2 separate regions of the Mus musculus genome follow, and region 1 is linked to region 2. The links are chromatin contacts, called in public promoter capture Hi-C maps. All regions are on one chromosome and are shown on one strand. Each heading gives the region's core, a stretch centred on a gene start, on an enhancer-like site or on the middle of the called end of the contact. The rest is flanking DNA. Distances are from core to core; before and after follow the strand shown. Region 1 holds the start of Zmynd15 (zinc finger, MYND-type containing 15). Region 2 holds the start of Arhgef15 (Rho guanine nucleotide exchange factor (GEF) 15).

The links. Promoter capture Hi-C pulls out the DNA fragments that hold promoters and counts their contacts.
Region 1: a promoter capture Hi-C map of liver shows a contact between it and region 2, with 4 times the contacts expected there. The contact joins the promoter of Zmynd15 here to the promoter of Arhgef15 in region 2. A contact is called at or near these places in 2 of 39 promoter capture datasets (both in liver) and 1 of 484 Hi-C or Micro-C datasets (B cells).

What each region holds. Positions count from the first base shown.
Region 1 is chr11:70,458,028-70,463,122 of GRCm38.p6, reverse strand. Zmynd15 (zinc finger, MYND-type containing 15) reads right to left here and starts at 3,690. Exons shown (of 14, transcript NM_001029929.3): 1 at 3,043-3,690; 2 at 1,983-2,571; 3 at 1,102-1,339; 4 at 857-1,012; 5 at 440-600. The coding sequence starts at 2,553. It overlaps Cxcl16 (chemokine (C-X-C motif) ligand 16), which reads left to right and starts at 3,139. Exons shown (of 5, transcript NM_023158.7): 1 at 3,139-3,745; 2 at 3,956-4,094; 3 at 4,296-4,378. The coding sequence starts at 3,676.
Region 2 is chr11:68,954,529-68,959,716 of GRCm38.p6, reverse strand. Arhgef15 (Rho guanine nucleotide exchange factor (GEF) 15) reads left to right here and starts at 2,830. Exons shown (of 16, transcript NM_177566.4): 1 at 2,830-2,871; 2 at 4,644-5,188. The coding sequence starts at 4,693. Gm32273 (predicted gene, 32273) reads right to left here and starts at 2,730. Exons shown (of 3, transcript NR_168013.1): 1 at 2,679-2,730; 2 at 1,913-2,323.

The DNA of each region.
Region 1 (5,095 bases), core at 2,441-4,940, 1.5 Mb before region 2:
CCTCCTGTCTTGAAGTGTTGGGATTACAGGTATGTCCCATCTGGGCTAGCTATTGTTTTGTCTTGTTTTTGAGACAAGATCCCATGTAGCACAGGGTGGTCTGGAACTCACGATCTTCCTGCTTCAGCCTCACAAGTGCTATGGATGTGCTACCATGCCTGGCTTAAGTGACATATTTGAGGTCATGTGACTGGATAGTGGGAAGGGAGGTCATCGAGCACTTGAATGGATACCCTCAAATCCCCTAATCTCTCTCAGGGATGCTGTCATCTCCTCTTCTACTTCAGGTACCACCTCCAATCCCTAATCCCAAATACACAGCGCCCAGCTCTTATCCCAGGGATGTAGATTTCAATCACATATCCTTCAAGCCCTGGATCCTGTATCAAAGACCCGGTCCCAGGGCCCCCTCCCTGCCGCTTTGACCTCCTTCTGGTACCTGCAGTATAGGTGAAAGGCAAACTTGCCAGTTCTCCGACCCGCTCCATGAACGCTGAGAGCCTTGGGCACCAGAATCGGTGGCTCACGTCATCTGGGCATCGCCGCCAATCAGCCTGGAGACAAGCCTCTCCACAGTACAAGACTGCACTGCACTGGGGGCTGGGCGGGCGACACAGGGGTCATAGGTACCTAGTGTTAGTTTTCATGTCCTGTAGGCTGTACCTCTGCCCGTATGCCAGTCACCCTCCTTGTATTGCAGCCTTTAACTAACAGCCCATAACTCTTTTTTTTTTCTACCCTTTCTTACCCTCCCACCCCCATCTGCTGGGACACCCCCACCCCACTGGCCTGGCTTGCTTTTCTACTTGGTTTGGCCAACTGCTCAAGTCTTGACTCCAGCCTTGTGGGTGCTCACCAGGGTGTCAACTTCACCTCAAAGCTGTGCTTGTGACAAACATGGCAGGTTCGAGCCCGAAGGGAGGCAAAAGTAAAACCTGGCCGAGGACCCCACGTGCGCATTGGGGTTTTTGCCAACTTCACACCCAGCCTTGGGACCAGGCTCTCTAGCTCTCTGTAAGGGAATGAAGGTGGCATTGGGCTGAAAGGGCTCAGGGGTTCAGATCCCACACCCTCCTACCCTCCGATACTAGATATTTGTACCGATGGAGATGGGCGTCTCCTACGGTAAGCTGTCGGGGCTTGCGGGGGTCCCCAGAGCCCATAGGGCAGGCCATGCTATGACAGAGGAGAGCATAGGCCCGAGGAGCCAGATTCTCAGTGCCTGGGTTCTGGCCTACACTCCCCTGGGCTCCATCCATTAGCAGATCAATGCCCAAGATGGTGCCATGCTCGTCCGTCACCAGCAAAAGGCAGGAAAGGTGCAGGGGGGCAGCCTCTGCTGAAAGATGGAAGATTTGGGGGAGAGAGCAGGGGCCAGAGAGTCACAGTCAAATACAGCAAATTTAGGTGCCTAAAGAGGGCAGGTAAGTGACCTCAATGAGTAGAAGGGACAAGATAAAAGAGGCATTCCCTATGGAATGTGGGCAGCTGCTATGCAGGGCCAGAATGTAAGAAATATAGGAACCTTATCAAAACCTGACCTTTTCTTTAGACTTATTTTTATTTTACCTGTTTGGGTATTTTCTCCACCTGTACGCCTGTATGCCTCATGCATGTAGTGCCTGTAGAGGCCAGAAGAGGGTGTTGGATCCCCTTGGGAATGGAGTTACAGAAGGTGGTTAGCACCATGTGGGCGCCGGGAATTGAACCTGGATCCTCTGGAAGAGTTAGTGAGTGCTCTTAACCTGTGAGCCATCTCTCCAGCCCTAGCACCTGGATATTATCCTTAAGATGCAAGGCTTCTGGACTTTCATTCCTTACAAGTGCTTGGATGTTGATTCAAATTACAGAACAAAAACACACTGTGGTAGATGAAAACAACTTCTGGCATCAGATTTGCATGAAGGTTACCAGCTCATGCCTCCTCTTTGGGTCTTGAGTGACATGGTAGGACTCAGGGTGGGGCCGTCCTGGGCTCTTACCATTCTTCTGTCCTTTCCTCTTTTCAGGAGCCCTCTCATCCTCTGGTCGCTCCTCTCTGCTGCCTTCTTCTCGGCTTGCCTCCTGCTGGGTCACCTCTGACTCTGGAGCAGGCTTTGCTTCTTGGGGGAATCTCTTGCTTGGAGGGGCTGGCTCCCCACCCTCCTGTGGTTCCACCTTCTCCATGCCTGGCCTCTCTCCATGCTCCTCATCTTCCTCCTCCTCCTCCCCTTCTTCCCCATCCTCTAGGCTGACAAAACTGACATAAGGACTCAGGTCTCTCAGGTGAAGTGGAGGCTCATCTCCCAGGAGCCGGGAAGCCCCTAGGCCTGGCCCAGGACCTGGCTCGGCACCTTGCCCCAGGCTGATGCCCACACTGCGGTTTGGTAAGACATGGAGCACCCAAAGGGCAGGATCCTGAGGCAGCCTCCTTATCTGTGACTCCAGTTGACGCCATCGGCCCTCAAGGCTGGTCCCCATGGTCCCCCTCTCTGCCACAAACTTGCGGAACCAGCCAAAGAGAAGAGCAGCAAAATCGAGGAACTCGTCTCGGTATCCAGACACAAACTCCATGTCTTTAGATACTCAGGGCTTGGACCCAGACCGAGCAGAAAGGGATATGTGATAATCGTGAGGATCAGGGTAGTGGTGAGGCTTTGGGCTGGGTCGCAAAAGGGAGAAGGGTGTGGGTTTGAGGTAAGATTTACAGAGGAATATTTGGAGCCGAGACTAGGATTTGCAGGGATGAGAATGGAGGAAGGCTAGATTGGAAAGTGGATGTTTAGGGTTAAAGGGGGAGTACTCAGGAATGAAATTGTACCTGGGGCACAAAACTCAATGATTCAAATCCTAAAGTGAGATTTGAATTAAGGGAAGACACGAGGTAAGGCTAATCCTATGGAGATAGGCTTGCTTAGAAGAGGAAATTTGGGGGTCTGTTGGTCTGAGTAAGTACTGAGGCATCTCTTGGGTCTGGATCAGTTTGGTGCGAACCCCACCCCCTTTCCGGCCGCTCCTCTCCTCCGGTACCTACAGCCGCCACCACTTTTCGAAGGTAAATACCTCGTGCTGGAGGACCGTCGTGACGTCAGGCAGTATCAGGCCAGGGCGTGGGCATTCCTACAGGTCTGGTGACTTGTTTGACTGCTTCACCTTGGCCATGTGACTGGATCCTACTGAGACCCAGCGGTCCAGGGAAGTGAAAGCATCTTGGAGCCAGAGGAAGGATCTAGAGGGTCACCCACTTTACAAACCAGCAGACAGACAGATGACTTCTCAAGAGGGCTGAAATCCCCGAACCCAACCGAGTCATTCTTCGGGAACCACAGCTTGCTCACTCGGATTCCTCTGGTTCTACAGCCCAAATTTTCTTTCGGTTTTGTCGGATAGTCTTGGCTGACCCTACGGCTGGCCGGCCGGAGACTGGAGCTCCGCCTTCGGGGCAGGGGTGTGTGTGTCCCCCGACTGGGAGCTGGGCGCAAAGCGGGCTCCCCGGTACCGACCAGACGGTCGGTTCCGGACAGCGCGCGCCGGGGGACAGAAGGCGCCACCACCTCGCGCCCCCTCCCCTCCTGAGCTTGGCACGGATCAGCGCCTTCGCAAAACATCAGTCAGGGTGAAGAAGAGAAAGCTTTAGAGAATTGGCTGGATGTCGGCTAGGTGACCTCGTCCCAACAAGCTCCGCAGAAGCCGGAGATGAGGCGGGGCTTTGGACCCTTGTCTCTTGCGTTCTTCCTTTTCTTGTTGGCGCTGCTGACCCTGCCAGGTTAGTCGGGGGTGGGGGTGGGGGTGGGACGCGGGACTGGGGCCCCTGAAGGAAACTGCGGAGGGGCACTAAGTCCATCCGCGGGATTAAGAACGCAGCCCAGAGCTATCCAGGGCTGCAGCGGTGACTAGGGAAAGTCTGTCTGAGATTAGACTGGGACAAGGGCAGATTCCTCAGTCTGAGAACCCAGGCTGATTCCTTTTCCATTAGGCGATGGCAACCAGGGCAGTGTCGCTGGAAGTTGTTCTTGTGATCGTACCATTTCTTCTGGCACCCAGATACCGCAGGGTACTTTGGATCACATCCGAAAATACCTGAAAGCATTTCATCGTTGTCCATTCTTTATCAGGTACTGTCTCTTTTCCCCCCAGGGCAGGTGTGGGACCATCGATCTGAACACCCAGTCCAAGTCCCGGAGCCTAATTCCTTTCTAGTTTTACTTATCTGGGGATTTCCAGCTGTAGTGGGGCTCACCTTCTTGTGACTTCACACCTTTGGAATGAGGAAAGGTAGGGAAGGGAAGGAGTGGACTACATTGATCCTTTTGCAGGTTCCAGTTGCAGTCCAAAAGCGTGTGTGGGGGAAGCCAAGACCAGTGGGTCCGTGAACTAGTGGACTGCTTTGAGCGCAAAGGTGAGAGCCTTTTCTGTCCTCCAGTGGGCCATCAGGGTGCAGGCTGCCACCTTACAATGCCCTTTGCCTCTGCCACATAGCACTTTCTTCGTTAGAACCTTTTAACTTTCACTGAAGTTCTGTCACTTCAGTCTGTGTTTTCCCAATATCATTTACTGTCATCTTCCTGGATTTGGCCAATTTGTTCTACCACAAATGCTATGACTTAATATTTTCTTTCTTTTTTTTTTTTTTAAAAGATTTGTTGATTTATTTATTATATGTAAGTACACTGTAGCTGTCCTCAGACACTCCAGAAGAGGGCACCAGATCTCATTACGGATGGTTGTGAGCCACCATGTGGTTGCCGGGAATTGAACTCAGGACCTTCGGAAGAGCAGTCAGTGCTCTTAACCGCTGAGCCATCTCTCCAGCCCCCGACTTAATATTTTCTTGAAGTCACTATTTTAATATAAACTATACTCAAGATTGGTCAAGCTAAGTGTGTACACTGCCCCTGAGTGAGCTCCCCGGGTTTTTTTTGACATTTTTAGACAGGGTCTGGTTAAGTTGACTGGGATGGTCTTGAACTTGCTATCTTCTTGTCTCAACCTCTCTAGTAGCTGGGATTATAGGACTCTGCAACAGGCTTGACTTTCACTGCTGTGTTGTCACTGAAATCACTTGAAGGTACTATTTTCATTTTCTAATACTTCATGATGAAAATAAACATGTTTA
Region 2 (5,188 bases), core at 1,581-4,080:
TAAGACTTCAATTTTTAATTTATTATTATTATTGTGTTTATGAAGGGGCATGTGCCACAGCGTACACATATCGAGGTCAGAGGACAATGTGTTTTGGTTTGTTTGTTTTTGTGAGACAGGGTTCCTCTGTGTGGCCCTGGCTGCCCTGAAATTTACTCTGTACACCAAGATTGGCCTCAAACTCAGAGACCCACCTGCCTCTGTCACTCTATTTTGTCTCATGTGCACATGAGTGCACCTGTGTGTAGAAGCCAGAGGTTGACATTGGCTGTCTGTCTTCATTGTTCTCTGCCTTATGTATATTGATACAAGGTCTCTCACTCAAACCGAAGCTTGAAGACTAAATGAGTCCAGCTAGCCCGCCCGGCTTGTATGTTTGTTTTAAGGCAAGAGTCTGGCTTTGTAGCTTAGGAAGGATGCCCTGGAACTCACAATCCCCCTGCCTCCTACTTACACTTCTCAAGCACTGGGATGGTGGCCTGTAATAGAAAGAGGAAAGCCCCAGTCTGTAAATTCAGCATGTGGGATGGAACATGGATGATCACGAGGGAGAAAGGGATGCTGGGGCTGAGAGATGACTCAAAGTACAGCGCTTGCTGGACAAGTAGGAGGATCTTGTACCAGCCATCTTTCTTTTTACCCCTTTATTTATTTCCTTCTTACTTACCTCTCCCCTTGTTATTTATTTGTTTGTTTGTTTGTTTATTATAGACAGAGTCTCTGGCTATCCTGGGATTTGCTCTGTACACCAGGCTAGCCTCAAACTCACAGAGATCCACCTGCCTCTGCCTCTGCCTCTGCCTCTGCCTCTGCCTCTGCCTCTGCCTCTGCCTCCACCTCCCAAGTGCTGGGATTCAAGGTGTGTGCCACCATGCCTGGCACCTGATTTTATTTTATTTATTTATTTATTTATTTATTTATTTTGGTTTTCCGAGACAGGGTTTCTCTGTGTAGCCCTGGCTATCCTGGAACTCACTTTGTAGACCAGGCTGACCTCGAACTCAGAAATCTGCCTGCCTCTGCCTCCCGAGTGCTGGGATTAAAGGCATATGTCACCACGCCCGGCTTCTGATTTTATTTCTAACAATATAAAATTATTTGGGTGTATGCATATGTGCGTGCTTGCTCTCTATGGCTATGTGCATGTGAGCACTGAGGCTCATGGAAGCCAGGGGTGTTCGATTCCCCAGGAGCTGGAGAGACAGGCAGTGGTAAGCCACCCAATGTGGGTGCTGAGAACTGAACTTGAGTCCTCTGGAATAGCAGCAGTGCTTTCATCTGCTGAGCCATCTCTCAGTCCTTCCTTCCTTCCTCTTGATTATCTCCAGTTATGTGCCTCTGTGTGTGTGTGTATGTGTGCTATGCATGTTGGTGCCCTTGGAGGCTAGAAAAGGCTGTCTGTGGGAAGTCTGTTTGGATGTGTTCCTAAATGTTGAGCCTTCTCTGTAGCCCCCTTAGTTTCCTTTCTTTCACTCTGCAGCACTCAGATGGAACTCGGAGCCTCATAAACCACTTTAATGGGCTACTGCTAGCTCACACCTCCAGCCTGGATTTCCTTTCCTTTCCATTTTTTTCTTTTTTTCTTCTTTCTTTCTTTCTTTTTTTTTTTTTTTTTTTTTTTTTTTTTGAGACAAGACCTGACCAGGTAGCCCAGTGGATTGAAATTTTAGAGTAGCCAGAACAGACCTCTTTGAGAGGGTTCCTTCCAGCTGCCCAGAGAACATGAAGAAATGCTTCAGGGAGATTTCTGGGAAGATTTTCAGGCATTAGGAGAACTCCAAAAATCCTAAGGTAGGAATAGGCCTGAAGGGAGAAGCTGGGAAATAGGGCAGATTGTGTGGTCCCTTAGAAAGACTAGGTTTTTTGGCTTTCTGCAAGAAGGGGTTTAAACCATCTTTCAATACAAGCTTACCTGATTTTTCTTCCCAGTGTCTTGATGTGTGCCCACGGAGTAACATCTGACAGGAACTTGCCCCTGCAACCCCCACCAGTCTCCCTCCCTCCTTTCTCCCCCAGCATTGACTTCCAGGACATTCGCTGTGGGAGCTTCCCAGTGCAACACTGAGAGCTGGGGCCTCCCGAGGAACTGGGAACACAGAATAGTGAGCAGCAAGTCACTCTACAGATCCAGGGGATCCCCTTCCCCACCACCCTCAACACTCACAACCCTGGTCTGACACAATGGCTGGGTGGGGCCAAGGCACTGGCTTCCTCTGCGGAGATGGAAATCTGGGCCTTCAGTTCCCGCCTCAGAGACGCAGGAACAGTTATCTGGAGAGTTTGGGCGGCATTTGGTGCTCCGAAGGGACAGGGGAAAGATTTGCTGAAAACAAAAAAACGACCTCAAACCATAGAGGTAAATTCCTGGTGGGGTGGGGTGGGGCCTCTGCAGATGTGGGGGAGGGTGGAGAAGAGAGGATCCCTCAGTGCAAAGTGTGGTTGGCTCACACCAAGGTTGGAAGATGGGGACGTAGACAGTTGTGCAAGCCAGACATCCCTTAGCTAAGAGGGAGGCATGAAGATGGTCATGCCGTTCTGCCAGCCCAGCTTGCCCAGGGCTGCCCACCCTCATTTGAACACCCTCCCACACACACACCCGCACCGTCACACACACACACCCCTCCCGCCACGCAGCAGTACAGGTGAGGGTGCATCGGAAACTAGCCTCCTCTGCATACCTGCGTGCCAGTCTTCTCTAACCTCCAACATCTTGGATGCCGGATTCCTCACATCCTCTAGGCCCGGTGTGCGCATGTGGAGCCTGGTGTGGCTGGGGGTGGTGGTGTCCGGTTGGGAGGAGGATCGGATTCCTGTTTCCTGCCCCTACTCACTCAGCTCTCGGAGGTGACTGGGAGTGGAGGGAACTGGAGGGTAAGTGCTTGGGGTCCCCCGACTCTCTGGGCTCATTCTGGAGTGGGTAAGGAAGTAACATGCGGTACCCGGTATGGGGAAGGGTGGGTTCCCTGAAGGTGCAGAGACTGGGGAACAGGAGGCCAAGCTTGGGTAACCACACTGACTGGTTGGTTTATTGGCACCATGCAGGGGCCACTGAGTGAGCTGCAATCTAAGGGGTTCCTGATAGCCATCTTTTCTCAACTTAACCTGGGACTGGAAGGCTATGATTTCTGACTGCCATAGGGAATTTAGAGGCTCTCTTGTGTCCCAGCTCTTCTCCCCATCCTCCTGATCCTCAAGAGGTAGAGTAGCACAGGTCCCACCGTCCCTGGGCTGCTGGTTCTGTGCCTCAGCCTGAACTTGTAGCCACCTCCCTGGCATTAGACAGGACCCAGAGTCAAACTGGAGCCTCTTTCTATGACCAGACCCAGGTGTGGCAGGAATAAGAGGATGGGAAGCAGAAGAGACCAGGCTGGGGCCTCCTGGTCTCCTGGGGTCAGAGGCTCCAGGAATCTTCAGGGCAGGAAAAGGAGACTAAAAATAATCCGGAAAGGGAGAGTCCGGAGAGAGGAACTGGGAAATGGGAGGGGGGAGGAGAGGCAGCCAGAGTAGGGAAACAGTGATGCATCCCTCAGCTCCTGCACCACACACACACACACACACACACACACACACACACACTCACTCACTCACACACACACTCACACATACACACACTCACAATACACACTCACACACACATATACTCACACACACATACATACCACACACACACTCACACCACACACTCACACACACATACACACCACACACTCTCACACACACACTCACACATACACCACACGCACACACACAAACACACACACTCACATATACACACACTCACACATACACACCACACAACACTGTCACACACACACTCACACATACACCACACACTCACACACACCACACACCACACAAACACACACACATACACACCACACACACACACTCACACATACACACCACACACACACTCTCTCTCACACACACATACACACCACACACACTCTCTCTCTCTCACACACATACACACCACACACACCACACACACTCTCTCACACACACACCGCACACACCACACACACACACACACAGTGCTCGAACCACATATTTCTTGATGTGTCTGTGACCAGCCACGACTGACTCCACTCTTCCACAACACAGCTTCCCAGGGCACACTCAACTCTCACTCATCCAGCCCTGGTTAACAGCGCACACCCGCTTACATAAACTCCTACACACAGCAACTACACCAGCAAGGTGATTTCTCCTCATTGAATCTTGCTACCCCTGCCTCCCCATCCTCCCCAACGGCCTGTCCCTACCTCCCCCCCCCCCCCCCCCCCCGTCCTCTTGGCTTGACTGTGGCAGCAAAAATCCTAGAGAAGCTGGACATTGTGATACAGCTCCAGAGGACGGAGGCAGGAGGAACAGAAGTTTTGAGGCCAGTCCGGGATGCTGAATGAGAGATGCTGTCTTTAAAAAGGAAAAGCTGCCCAGGAAGGTCCAGGGGCAGAATGAGGAGGGGTGAGGGGTGAAGAGAGAAGACAGTAGAGATGAGAAGGGAGGGAAATGTATCAGCCTTCTCTCCTGACTTAAAAACAAAAACAAAACAAACAAAACAAAAAAACGTGGCTTCAGACAGCCTCAGTCTCTCCACCCAGGGGACAATAAGGGGCACTTTCTCTTTCCACCCTCCTCAGGGGATGACTTCCGCAGAACACCCCACTCCTTGGAAACACTCAGAAGACGATGTCTGCACAGTCTCTTCCTGCAGCAACGCCCCCTACCTTGAAGCCCCCTCGGATCATCCGCCCCCGACCCCCATCTCGGCATAGGGCTCCACACTCCCCGGGGCCTCTCCACAATGGCTCCTCTCCGAAAGCACTTCCTCAAATATCCAATGATGCATCGGCCTCAGTGTGCACCTCCATCTTCTGGGAGCCCCCCACGGCTTCCCTGAAGCCCCCTGCTCTTCTGCCTCCCTCAGTTTCTAGAACCAGCCTGGACTCTCAGACTTCCCCTGACTCACCTTCCAGCACACCGAGTCCCAGCCCAGTGTCCCGGCGCTCCATCTCCCCAGAACCAGCTCCCTGCTCTCCGGTGCCCCCACCCAAGCCCTCTGGGTCTTCCCGAACACCTCTGCCCTCGGGCCCTACGCCTCTCCAGGATGGCTCTGCTTCGGCCCCTGGCACGGTTCGTAGACTGGCCGGCAAGTTTGAATGGGGAGCTGAAGGCAAAGCCCAGT